Linked DNA regions of Oryzias latipes: region 1 is linked to region 2. The links are chromatin contacts, called in public Hi-C maps. All regions are on one chromosome and are shown on one strand. Each heading gives the region's core, a stretch centred on a gene start, on an enhancer-like site or on the middle of the called end of the contact. The rest is flanking DNA. Distances are from core to core; before and after follow the strand shown. Region 1 has its middle 19 kb from the start of LOC111946728. Region 2 holds the start of anos1 (anosmin 1).

Region 1 (6,904 bases), core at 539-3,038, 73 kb after region 2:
GTGGAGAAGGGAAACTTTCTGTCTGCTCTTTTCTTTTTTCTCCTGTGAAGTTTCTGAGCGGGGTCGGTAGCCGGGCCTCAGAGGTGAAGCAGAGTTCACAGGTCAGCTGTACCCAGGAGGGCGGACGGCAGCGCAAGGCCAGGACCCAGGCTTGGGGACAAGAAAGGGGTCAGGGGTTGAGTTCAGATGGAATCCACAGAGGATGTTGCAAAAAAAAACAAAAAAAAAAAAACCACACACACATTGTCAGGGGACAACAGAGCTTCCTCCAGGCAGTCACACAGCGCTGAAACAGAACATTTGAACATTTTGCCTCTCAAAATCTTTCTCATAGTAAGAAAAACAACTTTATTTAACTCAAAACTCCTATTTGGATTTGGAAATGGTTTTTTTTCAAGCAATCAAAGCAGAAATAAGACAAAAACAAGACAGAAATTTACATCTATACAAGGATAAATCAAAAAGGAAAAAATAAAAGACAACATAGGATACTTAGTCATAAAATGATTGGAAAATACACACACAATCATAAAAAGAAATAAATAATTCAATCATAAATAAACATATTAGCACTTTTCATATAGTTCATGACACAGTGTAACTATTAAATGTTTAGATTGTCAAAAAGTGTTCAATAGATCCCCTGAAAGCGATTGGGAGGAAGCGAATTTATGTAATCGCACCACTGTTTTACTTTACTTAACTTTTTTTTTTGTTTCTTTACCTGGATTTTTAGAGTAACAAAAAAAAGTTCTTTTGTCAGAAAAAATGACCAACAAGGATTTTTAAAACTCATACTCTTCATACTCTCACATGAGATTTAAATTTACGGAAGAGGATTACGGCCATGGAAAGAAAATAAAGGGCAAAAAAAGAATTCTAACTATAATTATAAAATTCTGACTTTTTCCTCAAACTTCTGACTTTAATCTCAGAATTCTGACTTTAATGAGAACATTCAATTACATTTCAGAAAGCTGCATTTTTTTCTCAGAATGTTCTCAGAATTCTGTGAAATCCAAATCAAAATATGAGATGTAAGTCAAAATTCTAAGAAGAAAGTCAAAATTTGAGTATTTTCGTCTTTCTGCTTGCTCTGATCTGTAAAAATCTTTTTTCTTCTACACAGCTTCATAGCATTTTTCCTCTTTTTATCCTTTAGCAAAGGCGTTTAAGTTCCCAGGCGAACGCTCCAGTGTTGCTGATCTTTGACATACCGTTACTTTTCAATAGTTTACACAATCAACTCCAATTCCAGCAGGAAAGTGCCACTTTTCTCCGCTTCAGAATCCACTGGAATTACATTGATTGCATAAACAGTTGGACAGTATGTGAAAGAGTGATTCTTATTTAGATGTGGACATCTCTGCGGTAAAAGGGTTAAAAACTGTGACAGTTTGACCTTCAGGCTAAAAGCTAAAAGTGCCTTCAGGCACAGAAAGATGACGTCAGAGGCCATTAATACTCCTGACAAAAAGCCCTGGTATTTATCAGGAATATTTTAGAGTTCATCAATTCAAAACGTGGATGAAATTCACGATAAAAAGCAGCTTCAATCAGCAACTGTTGGCCTCTCCTCCCAGAAACTTTCCTTTAAAGTGGGATAATCGCATTTTTGGTGATTATTTTGTGTAAAGACGCTGATCTGAATACGTCCAACAAATGGCTCATGAACCACAGTGTTTACATAGTGAATCTGGAGCGTTTCATCCTGAGTGTTGGAGTGTGTGGTTGTGCTTTAAGGCTAAGAGCTCATTTCCATCCCGCATGATCACAGGCTCCATTGATTGGTACAAAGAGCAGAATGTTGGTTCAACCCCGTGGCGCACAGCGGAATCTGGACGTACTTAGGGTTCCAGCATTCAGGTTTTTCATGCAGATTCGCCGCTAAAGGCTGATGTTGCAGGCAGCTGGTTCTCATTAAGAAAATATGATGTCAAGTGGAGGATCTGGCTGCTGAAAGTCAACTGCTCTTCATCTGATCACCCGCAACTTTTGGCAAACACCAGCCACACAGAGACCAAAGAAGATCCTGAAGATTTTTACACAAAATTATGCATCATATTTTGACTTTATCCTTTTGATATGCATGTTTTTTTAATATTTGCATACATAGATCATAAACTCCTAAGAAAACAACTCTGGAGTTTTTCTATTTTTTTAAAAAGAAATTAGGTTTTCCAAATTCGAGGACTTGGGTTGTTTTACTCGTTTTCATTTCAGTCAAGGTTTTGTGTTTAGATTTTCTTGTTCAGCTTCTTCAAATCAGGTTAACCTTTGTCATTGCTGCAGCTGTTTCCTTAGTTGGAGTGCACTCAAAGTCGCCTCATGTCACCTTTTGGCTCCCATGTCAAGTTAAGGTCTGGTTGTGGCTCACAGTTTATCTTGTTTTTTTGTCTTTTGACCTTTAGCTTTTTTTAATTTTTTTTTCTACTTTTCCCAATCAAAATGAAACAAATGGTTTCAAAACAAGGCAGCACACTTTCCTTAAAAACCTGTCCTACATAGATTGTTTTCTGCTCTGTAGTCTATAATTCTTCTACGGAGCCCTTGTCCTGACATAAAGATATTAAAATATATCTTGTTCCCTCAGATTAATATCTTTATGTCAGGACAAGGGCTCCGTATTCTTCCACTAGGGGCAGTAGAAGAGCTTTTCCTGCTCAGTTCAAAATGGCTGTTTCTAGAAAATCACAAAAGCACTTGATGGCAAAAGTTTAGCTAATTTTCTAAAACTTTATTGTGAAAAAAATCATTTTTTATAATAACTTATTATTAAATAATACAACATTTATTGACAACGAAGTCTTTATAATACAGTTATGTCATGTAAAAAATGTGTAGATTGTGTCGTGTTAGTATTTTTCTTGTGAAAAACCCCCAGCTGAGGACAAAGGACTATTAACGACCCAAAACCACATAGGCTAAGTGGACAACACCTCCAGTTTCAGGTCTAACTCCTCCCCCAATGAGCGCATATATACCAGCTCTTAGACCAGCTATTTCAGAATTGACAAAGCCTCTTGGATAAGAGGTGAAACGTCTTCCAACTTTAAAACCAAGTCCAGATGACATCCCCTAAACCTACTACAATTTTTCTTGTGAGCAACAATTGACAAAATCACCCCACAAATACAAAAATAATATTTATTAATTTCTTTAAAGACATTTTTTCAATAATTCTAAAAGACATGTTTTTTTTCAATTAATTTGATGTAATGGGGTTCACAGGGATACAGTCTAACTTATAATAAAATAAAATAAACCCTTTTTATGGTAGGTCAAAATTGCAACCTCTGTGCCAGCACAAGTTCATATAAAACATATTGGCAATGAGTGTCAAGCCTCCAAAACAGTAAATTTTACAAACTAGGAGACTGAATTTATTACTCAAAAAACCCACAAAAATTTAATTGCAGGTCTAGTCAAACATAACATTTCAGTTTATTCCATTTACAGATTGCACTTCTTCATAAAAAGTCATCTGGGAATACTTAACAGTAAAAGCAAACAAACTAAGTACAAGTCCAATTAAATGCATTAAGTTCATCCAGTTATAATCCTCTTTATTATCATCCAGTTCCAGTTAATGATAACTGTATTCACATGATGCCAGAAGTGGCCTCTCCCGCAGACTGAGTTTCTGCATTAGTCAATCATCTTCAGCATGCAGGAGGTGATGAGCCACAACTGAGAGGAAGGACTTCCTGAAGGCGGAAAGGAGCTCCGGCAGAAACACTCCCAGCAGACTTGTCAAAAACACAACGCGTCTTATTGTCTTCTTAAGCTGTTTTCCTTGACCTCCAGGAAAAATGTCTCGAGGTTGAGGAAACGTTCATGAGAAGGTGGAGCGAGTTAGAATAGGGTTCCCCGAAAAGGACTTCACTGCATACCTTCTCAGAAAAGGAGTGTTATTTATATTATATGTGAGGACTAAATCTATAATAACATTGTTGATATTTAAAACGAAAACGGTACGGATTCAATCTTTCAAATGTTGGCACTATTATGCCAGAGCAATCCAAGGTAAATTAGAACCATTACATTTCATAGTCTTCATTGATTTTTCTCTTTTTCTCAGCTGATTGGAGTTAAGTGAAAAGGAAAACACTAATAAAAAAATACAAAAAATACACTTGATTTTTTTAAAAAAAAGGGCGGTGGTGTATAAAAATTATTTTGGAGTTCTATCAATGCATCCACCATATATCATTATGGTTACTTCAATATCATTATATATATAATGATATTGAAGTGAAACTCAAGAGTTATGCATGTTTTAGCATACGGTTGTTCACATGGTCTGCTGTCTGCTGCCTGATACTAGCACATTTACCTGCAGTTGAAATGGAGCAAGTGGTGCAAATCTTCCTCCAGGCTTTTTCATTCACAGCTGAATTCCAATATATGAAATCTAGTTGTCATATAATTCCGGCCGGGCACAAACTGCGATTATTGGTGTCTCCTTCATGATCACTTTTCAAACGGTTGGGACTTCCGTGGCTCTACCCATCCAAATCCAAGTCTCTGCTTGGTCAAAGTTCAACTGATTTAACTTCAGCGTGAGTTCAATGGCTAAGCGTATTGTACATAGAGAGTCCCAAAAACAGACTTGAAAACTAACGTCGCGACACCGGGATGGGAGAATTTTTGAACGCAGAATCTTGAAACGCATGTTACATAAACTTTTCATTGGACGTTGTCGCTTGAATGTGCGTCGCCGAGCCCAGTGTGAATGTAGCATCAGTCACAACTGCCCTTACGGTTGGATATGGGCTGTTTGTATATCAAGGTCGTAGACTGTTCGGTATATCAAGGTCATAGACTGTTCGGTATATCAAGGTCATAGACTGTACGGTATGAAGGTCGTAGACTGTTCAGCAAGCCTGTAGAGCGGAATGCTGTGGGTGAGGGGTCGTAACAAACACTTCAACCACATGATAGAGGGAATTTAGGATAAAGTTAGTGAGATGCTGTGCAATCGAGAAATTTTGACAATCAGGCCGTAGTTTGTGGGGGATCTCTACGGGCACGTACCGATGACCTTTCCTGCACACCCCTCGCATTTATTTGCACGCAGTCTGTAAGGTGCAAATATTACACATCTTAGTAACAACTAAAGTGTGGCGTAGGTGCATCATACAACAGTCTCACCTGTATGTTATAGTGTCTCAATACTTCAGGACACACTTGCCACGCGCTCAACAATGGTACGTTCTTATTTCATGACGTCTCTTGAGGTGCCCAAACCTCAAAGGAACTGCAAGACACACCTGAGCTCCCCTTAAGATGCAACTGCTCCTATCCATGACCCTCCAAAACCCCCAAACACCCACAGGAACCACATGGTCCACCTGCATTCGGGTGGCTAAGGCTTTACTTGTAATTTTGAGGGTAAGAAGACTTCAATCAGCTTCGCACAACTAAAAGTTTATTCCCCTGCTGAAAAATCTACAAATTACGATTAGATGAATGTGCTCTCCTGTGAATGCAACTGAAGGGCTTTCTTCAGAGTTTAAGGATAATGTCTGGGATCAGGCCAGAGGCTGATTCATTGCTCTGAAAAGAAGATACCGAAGGAAACAACACTAAATTTTTACGAGGGGCTTGAAATGTCTAAATAACCGGTGAAGTCAATGTTAGATGGATCATTTCTGGCTTGCTTTCACTTACTGAAAGTCCAGATTCTCCGTCTGATGAAGCAGGAATTCGCTCAACATCCAATCATTTATTTACTTGACTCTCTGACCTCGCTCAGCATTCTGAGTACACCTTTGCCATTTACCATTTGATAATCAAAAATGGGGCAGATCTAACACACAAACAAGCTCGGAGGTTTAGCCCCTATTTTTTCAGGTTGTCGACAAAATGAAGCACAAATGTCACATTTTGCTCATAAATTCTTTGTCTTCATGCACCATTGCGAGCAGGCTTTTCCAAGCCCGTTTGCAACATAAACAGTTCCGTTTGCATTGAGGTGTTGAGTGGAGCCAAGATTTAGGTGAGCTGGGGGAAATCTGTGATTCAGTGTCAGGACTGGCCGTACCGCGCCTGTAACACGTTTATGACACTCCGGAGGAAAAAAAAAACGAAAACACATGCCGCACATGTTAAGGAGATTTTCACAAGTCGGCCTAACAAGAGATGCGATCAAATTCTCCACGCTTGGACGACATGTCGTTGTTGATTGCGTCCATCTTTGCAATAAATGATCGTGTCATCCCTTTTTCTATTTAAGAGCCATTTAGAAAACCTTTTACAAGCCGAGTTTGCTTTCAAAGTCTGAATAAAATCTCCGCCCTAAAGTTATGTGGGTGTCCGCTTCAGGGAGAAATCAGGTTTTCCATTTAAGTAACTTCACACGATTCTGCTCTTCAAGGCAACTACTACTCTCTAAAAACTGATTTAAAAGATGTTTTGCTCCTCATCTCAGAAGCTTCTTCAGTTTCCGGGAACTTTTACCATCATTCATTATTTTTATGTATTAAGCACTAATAAAAAAACAAGGAAGGCATTTTTGCAGAACAAGTTCAACCCAATTCCTGCAAATTGCTTGTGTTGTGAGCAAAAGACACCTTCTAGTGGACGGTTTCAAAGGTTCATTTGTTTCTGGCCCTCTGAGCATTTATTTTTACTTATTTCAGGGGTTTGGGTTTGTTCAGGAGTTTTGTTTAGTGTGATTGCACTTTAGCCATTGGCCTCTAAATTACACAAACCCAGTCTTGGAGGGTCGGTGTTCTGCTGGTTTTCTTTCATTCCTCCTGATAATCACCAGACTTTGCCAGTTAGAAGCCGGGAGGGCAGAGGTGTTTGAAAAACAGTTATTGAGGCCAGAGGTTGATTTCTGTTGCTCTGGGTTATACTGTAAAGAAAGGAGGTGATAGCGGAACGAGCAACAGCAAAA
Region 2 (7,315 bases), core at 668-3,167:
CCTATAAAACTTCATTACGCTGCTGCTGTAATGGGGTTCAGGAAAGTATTCTGGGAGCTGACAAAAGTTGGGGTGTCTTTAAACCCTTCAGGGAACTTTCTAATTAAAAACTCAGCTCTGTAAATGCAGTAGCGAGAATTTGAAGCTTTTCCTACATGTCATATTTTCTCCATACCTTGGGCGATGAAATGCTGCCAGAAGTTGGGAGTCCATCTTGAGGAATTTATTTGGGATGGTTTTAATAGTTTTCCATGTAAGAATTGTTTTTCCAAGCTACTGTGAAAGTGGGAGGCGAGAGCTTAAGGGGGAAAGGGCTTCCCTGGGATGTTGGCAGGCGTCTCCAAGGCCACATGTGGGGGTTGGATGCAGAAAAAACCTGCAACATTTCACATGAGATCTGTTAACAACTCCAACTTTGTGTGGACGCTAACAAAGACAGGTGTGTACTTTGGCGCATGGAGTTTGGACGTACTGGATCACTTCTGGAGCTGGTTCTCTTTAAGAAATGATGAAAAAAGTTTGTTTAATAATTTGTTTATAATAGATTCCATATCATTTTGCATCAAAATTCAGACTTCTCTAGATCAAACAATTGACCAGACAGCAAAAATAAATATTGGAAAACTTTGTCTTTTATATTCTAGTGTTCTTTTAAATGTATTTTAACTCAGTTTAATCACAAAAATGCCAACACAAACTTGAATTTGTCCTAAGATACAACAGAAGGAGCAAGTAGAATCAAATTATGACTGTTGTAATGAAAATTATTTAAAATAATTCCACATATTTGCTATTTAATTCATTCCTGATCATACCGTAAAGCCAAATTGTCTAGACTAGGTTTTAAATATCGCATATCTGTGTGAGCGATGGCTTACATGAAAACATTTGCAGTGAAATCAGCTGTACCCAGCATCAATGTTTCATGTCAGAGTCTAAGGTTTCACTCATGGTTGGTTCTGCATACTTTGAATAGGGATAAAAAAAATAAAATAAAAAAATAAACATATGTTGACACCATTTTTTTAATGGCATGTTATAATGATAGCATCCTTCCGCTAAGAAATTATGTCAACTTTGTCTGAATTGAAACAGATAATTACAAAAAAAATAAGTACAAGTTCACCCAAAGTTGATCTGATCTATAAAAATCCATACGTGATTGAAAGACATCGGCTCTGATTTAGCACCATGGGGCAGGGAGAATATCAGTGGGGGCAAGTCTGTGTGGACTGAGAGCCGGGGGTGTCATGTCCCTCCGAGCCCCTAAAATGTTTGGAAAACCATCCTGTCAGTGAATCTATCTTCTCCTTTGAACTATTTGATGTCTTGTAAACTTTATGTTCAATGCTCTTCCTGAATGCCAGGCTTGGGACAGGCACAGCAGGACAGTCCTTGTCCTGTTGACGCTGCATTCATCAGTTTTTTCTTTTTTATTTCTGTCTATTTGTCCGTCCATCCTTACGTTATTTTGTCTTTAATTTGATTTTGACTTAATGTTTTGTGGGTTTTTTGTTTGTTTGTTTTTTTGTGGGTTTATATATATTTCTAGTTAATTGTCCATGCTTTTATCTGGCTTTGCATTGGAAGTCATTAGATATTTAAAAAGTCTTAATAATCTTTAAAAAGAAAAAGCTGAATTTTTCCTACCTGTTCAGTTTCGCTCCTATTTTGAAAGCAGATTGTTCTGTTTATTTTCATGTGTTTGTTTGTTTTCTATTCATATAAAGCTGTAAAATAAAAACACTAAAGATATAAATCTCCTTCCAAACACACTTTCTCATCTCTGAAAGATCTACCTGCCTCTGGTCTCCTCGTGCACGTCACTCAGCGCCGGATCGTCCAATCACAGCGCCTTCAGGCCAGTGGCTCCTCCCCCCCGTATAATTGAAGTTTCTTTAGTTTCTTCGGCGGAGCCTGCGAGCAGTGTCGTCCGCTCCGTGGAGGGATTAAAAACCCAGCAGCGGGACGATGTTTTCCAGAAGCCTGAAGCTGTGTGCGAGCCTGTGTTTGTGGATTACGGCGCTGACGAGCCCGGGAAGTGTGTCCGCGAGGAAGCAGGACGACTCTTTCTTCACTGCCAGCATTTACCGCGCGAGGTGCGCCTCGCGGTGCCTCAGCCTGCACATCACGCGCATCTCTGCGTTCTTCAAGCACTCCCAGGTACGAGCTCGGAAACCAGAACCCCCACCACCGACACCTCCAGCCCCGGCGGTGTTGACGGATCCAGCGCCCCGCTCCCCCCCTCCGCCGTAAGGGGAGGGAGCAGGTCACAGACCGAGCTCCGGTTCTGGTCCCACTCCTCCCTCCCAGCATCCCCGTGAATTGTTGAGTTGTTTGCAAAGTTGCCACGCGCGCAACCCAGGCAGAGCGGGACGTTCTGAGCTGCAAACTGCTCTCCTGCCGTTTGCTGCATCTTTTGCCTCCCAGCGCGTGCTGCTGGATGATGCAGATGGAGAAAGGAGCCGCGTGGTGCTGGCTGACATGGTAATGTGGTGTCCAGTGTGTTTTTCACCCTCCACTGCGCGCTCCGTTCTCCCCCAGGACCCAAAAGAAAAGATCCGGACACTGATCCCTCTTCCCAGCAACAGCAGCAGCAGCAGCAGCAGCAGCTCAGCAGCAGCAGCTCTCTGTGCCTCTGTAATCACTCCACTCCTGTCTTGTCTTTTCTTAAAGAATCCCTAAGTGTTTTTGAAGTATTGTGGATCAAAACCTGCTAGTAATGAGGTTTTAAGGAGTTTGTTTGTAACTCATTGCTTTTGCTTTGAAAAGCATTTATTGATTTCACCAGCCCTTCTGTCTGCAGGTTCACCTCTATGCTTAATTATGGCCTTTAAAAAAGTAGAGTATTAGGGAGTGATGCAGGACTGAGTGAGGCTGAACTGTAATGAACTCCCTGAAAAATAGAAGCAAGAGAAGGGATGGAGAGCAGGCAGCGCCTCTCAAAGTGCATCTTGGCAGGCGGCATCAGGGATTTGTTTGGAGAGGAATCCCGGGGGTGTGATGCAGGCCAAGGTCGAAAAGTTGGAGAATTAAATTAGTCGCCGGGTAAGAAGTCAAGCGGCTGTTGGAGCTTGGCTTCTAATGAACAGCGAGCAGTCAGCATAATTGACTGCAGAGCCTGGGAGTCTGAGGCGGTGTCCTGCCGAGGGGGAGGGAAAAGAAGAGGGAGGCACTTGTCTGAAGAGCTTGGTGATAAGCGAGGCAGACCTGCAGGTCCGAGGAGGGACGGCGATTGTTGAGGACCTGCTTTGTGTTCTCCTTTCATCTGAAGGAGTGTGGGGTCTGGTCAGCTGCAAAAACATATGGCCGACCTGCAACAACCCTCCCTCCTCCTCCTAACGTCCACCAGCCTCTGCCAATAAATGCCGGGGTCACACCTCACAGGCGCGTACAAGGAGCTGCCCCGCCGGGGGGGGGGGGGGGGGGGGGGGGTCATCTTCCTGCTGCACCTCGCCGCCCCATTGTGCTGAATGTGAGGAGCTCTTTTGCGATGTTATCGCCATGTTGGAGCAGTCAGCACAACCTACAGGTGGATCCGCTTCCTTTTTTCAGATCATTGACTGTATATGAGAAGTGGACTGAGTGACCCCCCCCCCCCCCCCCCCGTGTTCCAAATAGTCTGCAAAAAGCAGGAACCTGTTTTTCAATTTCAATTTTGTTATTATATTTTTTCTGTTACTCAAATTATAAACTGACCAATCCGATGCCTCAATTAAAGGGCCAATGTCATGCTTTTCTTAAACGTTTTATAGTAAACTATATCCATATATGTGATAATATATTACTTTTGGCACACGAAAGAACAATTTTAAAAAACATGAAATCTTAATTATTTTCGCAGCTCATTTTCCTACCCAGAAGTAAGACTGCTCAATCTCTGAGGCTCCGCCTTTCCCTCCTTGTGGCTACCGCTCATTTCATGATGTCAACCTAGAGTCGGGGTCGGCGGCGTGTCTGCGTTTCACGCACATTTGAACTTTTGCAAAGATAGATGTGCATATTGTGCATAAAAAAAGAAAGCATTTAGGTTATCACCGCTAGCTCTGTGGAGAAAGTGGGTGTTAGCGCAGACTCTTCCTGGAAGGGGCTGTGACGTCACAGCCCCTTCCAGGAAGAGTCTGCGCTACCACCACCGCCCCCAGGCTAACACACACACACACACTTTCTCCTCTTCCCCACACTCATAACGTGAAAACCATTTTCGCAGATTATGAGGGACTGGTGCTCAGAGACCACTGAATAGATTAAAACACTGCTTTCTGGTTGTTCTTTGTGAGGAGTGAACATTATCATAGTCTTGAAAGCTCAAAATGTTGATTTTTGCATGATGTAGGCCCTTTCAAGCAGATGGTGTCACGTCGAACAATCAAAACATTCATTTGACCGATTCTTTCAAGTGGAAGGGGTGTGGATTTCCAACAAGCTCACTCCTGATTGGTGAGAGTGGTTGCCATAGAAATGTTGACTCAGACCAACTTGAACCAATCCCTGCTTAGAGATGATTTTTGGTTCAGTCCATATTGCAGAAAAATGGCAATTGAATTGAATTCATTTGGGAGGAACTGTAAATTAGTCATTTTCTATAGGTGCCATCACAGGCCAGTTCTCATATACTGTCTATGCTCCAGATCCCATGTCAGCGAAGGGCCACTCCGCTGATCAAGACCGCTTAATTCAGCTCGGACACCCTCATGGGGCAGAAAGAAGACTCTTTCCATTTTAGCTGGAATGAAAAGCTTCTCCTGAATGTCTCTTTCTTCCCAGTCCTTCATATTTTACGGCCGCTTCTCGGTATCTGGTAATCCATCCGAGCAGCTACTCCTTTTCCTCACCGTACAGGAGATAATTGGCTTTTTTAACGCATTTACCAGCTGGATGTTCCGATCTTTTTATAGTGTTCGCTTTAATTGGATCTCTCTGCAAAGGCTGAGCGTTGTTGTTACAGATGTTTTGTGTAGCCACACGCTCAAACAGGAACACAAATCAGGCGCTTTGTTTCGGTTGCCACAGTTCCACATTAGTGCGGAATGGAAACAAGCTTGAAGATTTGAGAAGCCCATGGGTAGTCTGATGCTTGTCAGATTTATGGCAAGTTAAGATTTATTATTGCAATAGTTATTCCAAATACAGATTTATTGACATTTTACTCCACTTTTGGGGAACTTGTCACCCCTGTACAATAGACAAAGGGGAACACCCAACCATAAATATTGGCCACAGACATTTTAAGTCTTAAGAGCGAGCTGGGAGCCCTGTGCAATAATGTATTCTGAAAGCATCGGCCTTGTAGTGGATTATTTATGTGGGGACCTGTGAAGCCAAAAACAAGGTGTGGTCGTAAGGTCCTGTTATTACACTCGAAGCAATAAAAATCTAACGTTTTCAAATTCAAGTCGTTCTTTTTTTAATATGCTGCATAGTAAAATCTAAGCGTCTCGCTCCAGAGATTTCTGTTTTAAGTGGAGGGAAGGAAAAACACTGGGAAAGTAGTTTTTCTGTGTCCCCTTGTTTTTGGCCTTTGATATTAAAAAAGCCTGCGGTGGAATCGAACCTCGGCTACTGCCCGTCGTACAGTATGTGTGGGGTTTTTCATTGGTGAGGACAGCGGATGAATGGAGGCCTATGATGCGTGGTCTCGCCTCTCAGCGTGCACTTTTAAAAACCGTGACACTTGGCTCTGTAAATCTCCGAGCCGCTACACCGCGAGGTATTTCGCCTGACAGATAACCTTGACTCCCCACGTGGAGACAACCTCGCACCGGTGCCGTTTAGGGTTCCTGAATTACCCTCTTATGTTAGCACTAGACACATTAGCTCCCCAATAATTCATATCAACTGGATAGGTGATTGGTGGAATGACCACAACTCTCACACCTCCTCCTCCAGGCAAAGCCTAAATCCAGCAGCCCTTTATTTTAGTGCTGCCTAAGTTATTTAGGTGACGCCTGAGGAGCCCTGAGCTGCCAAAGGGCAGACAGAACACCACTCTGTCCTTTGAAGTTCCCCCTTCTTGTTCTGAATTATGTGGGCCATGAAAGACCAACCGGTGTTCTCCAGTAATTTGAGTCATTAGGACATAAATTCAGTCTGAGAACCAACAAAAAATCTTGATTATTTGGTGGCTTTTGTTCGCTCTCATCTCAGGTGTCTAGACAATGCAAAAGGCCATCTGCTCTAACCCGTGTGGCAGTGTTGGTGATAAATGTCCCGTTGATTTGAGTGCTGCTTGGTCGCCGACACACCAGCGTTTACCTTAGACCTGTGTCTGGTCTCCTCCGGCCTCCCATCACTCTGGAGGATATCTGGAAAGAATTCATTCTCTGCAGTCCTTGACGCTCCTCAGCTCTGTATAATGTTCAGACTGCAGAGGAATGTCATGGTGAGTCAAATGGATGAAGTCCTGACCTATAATTATTCCCTTGTTGGTCCCTGAAATGGTGGGGTCAAGCCTGGACAGCTGGGGCAACATCCTGCTGAGCCTCTTTGCTGCTGGGATGCTGTCACAAAACAAAATTAGCTCCTCCATGAATCTAGACCTGTCAGCACTGATGGAGAGGTGTAACAAAATTATCCTGAGTCCACCGTCCTAAACTCTTTAATCATTGCTGAGTTGAGTATTTATGTTCAAATTTTTGCTTGCAGGCATAAATGTGGTCTTTGTCAGACAAAAAGACAGCAAATCTATTGATGCAAGAGCAAAAACCTGCTCCTCGTTCCAGTTTCGTTTGTCAAGAAAACCTAAACAATAGTACCAAGTCTCCTTAGTGCTAGGAGTCATATATTTTTCATCCTCATCTGTAGCCGTTTGTGAGGGAGATTCCCTAAAGACAAGACCATCCAATCATGGATTCCTTTGAAGCCGCTTGACCGTTATCCTTGACTCCTAAACCATAGCACTTACTGGTACTGGATGTCAAATTAAACCATGTAATGATTACTTCTCTCTCAGTGTCTCATGGGAAATTTCCTCTGGATTACATTGTGAGAAAAAGCTTTGAACTTGACATTGAACTTAAGCAGACCCTTTGCTCACAGATCCCTAAACTTTTGGCTGTCTGTCACAACTTCACTGCTCTTGTAGAGTGAGCAAAGACAATAGAAAGCTCAAACCCAGATCCAGGTCATTGACAAGAATGAACTCCATCAACTCAAAGCTTTTCAATGGTCTTATCCCATGTAGCCTTTAGTTATGCATCCCATCTTCAGATACATTTTCATTATTTAACACTTAACTCTTTGTTGACGGTAAAACCTTGTTTATGATTCAGTGTTGAGCCCAGACGCACCAGCACCATTGACTAGACCTTTACTA

What was found. Hi-C and Micro-C count contacts between places; a contact is called where the count stands out from the background.
Region 1: a contact with region 2 is called in a Hi-C map of embryo, with 1.9 times the contacts expected there. The contact joins the enhancer-like site here to the promoter of anos1 in region 2.

The regions. Positions count from the first base shown.
Region 1 is chr21:24,227,678-24,234,581 of ASM223467v1, forward strand. No RefSeq gene overlaps it. Among protein-coding and RNA genes, the nearest start is that of LOC111946728, 19 kb to the left of the region's middle. Within about 2 kb of position 1,789, at least 1 of the 8 cell types and tissues checked has an H3K27ac peak or open chromatin away from gene starts, as enhancers often do. A contact at or near this core is called in embryo, where this site is marked.
Region 2 is chr21:24,154,909-24,162,223 of ASM223467v1, forward strand. anos1 (anosmin 1) reads left to right here and starts at 1,918. Exons shown (of 14, transcript NM_001104849.1): 1 at 1,918-2,163. The coding sequence starts at 1,972. It overlaps LOC110017355 (a long non-coding RNA gene), which reads right to left and starts at 1,904. Exons shown (of 3, transcript XR_002292718.2): 1 at 1,800-1,904; 2 at 176-376.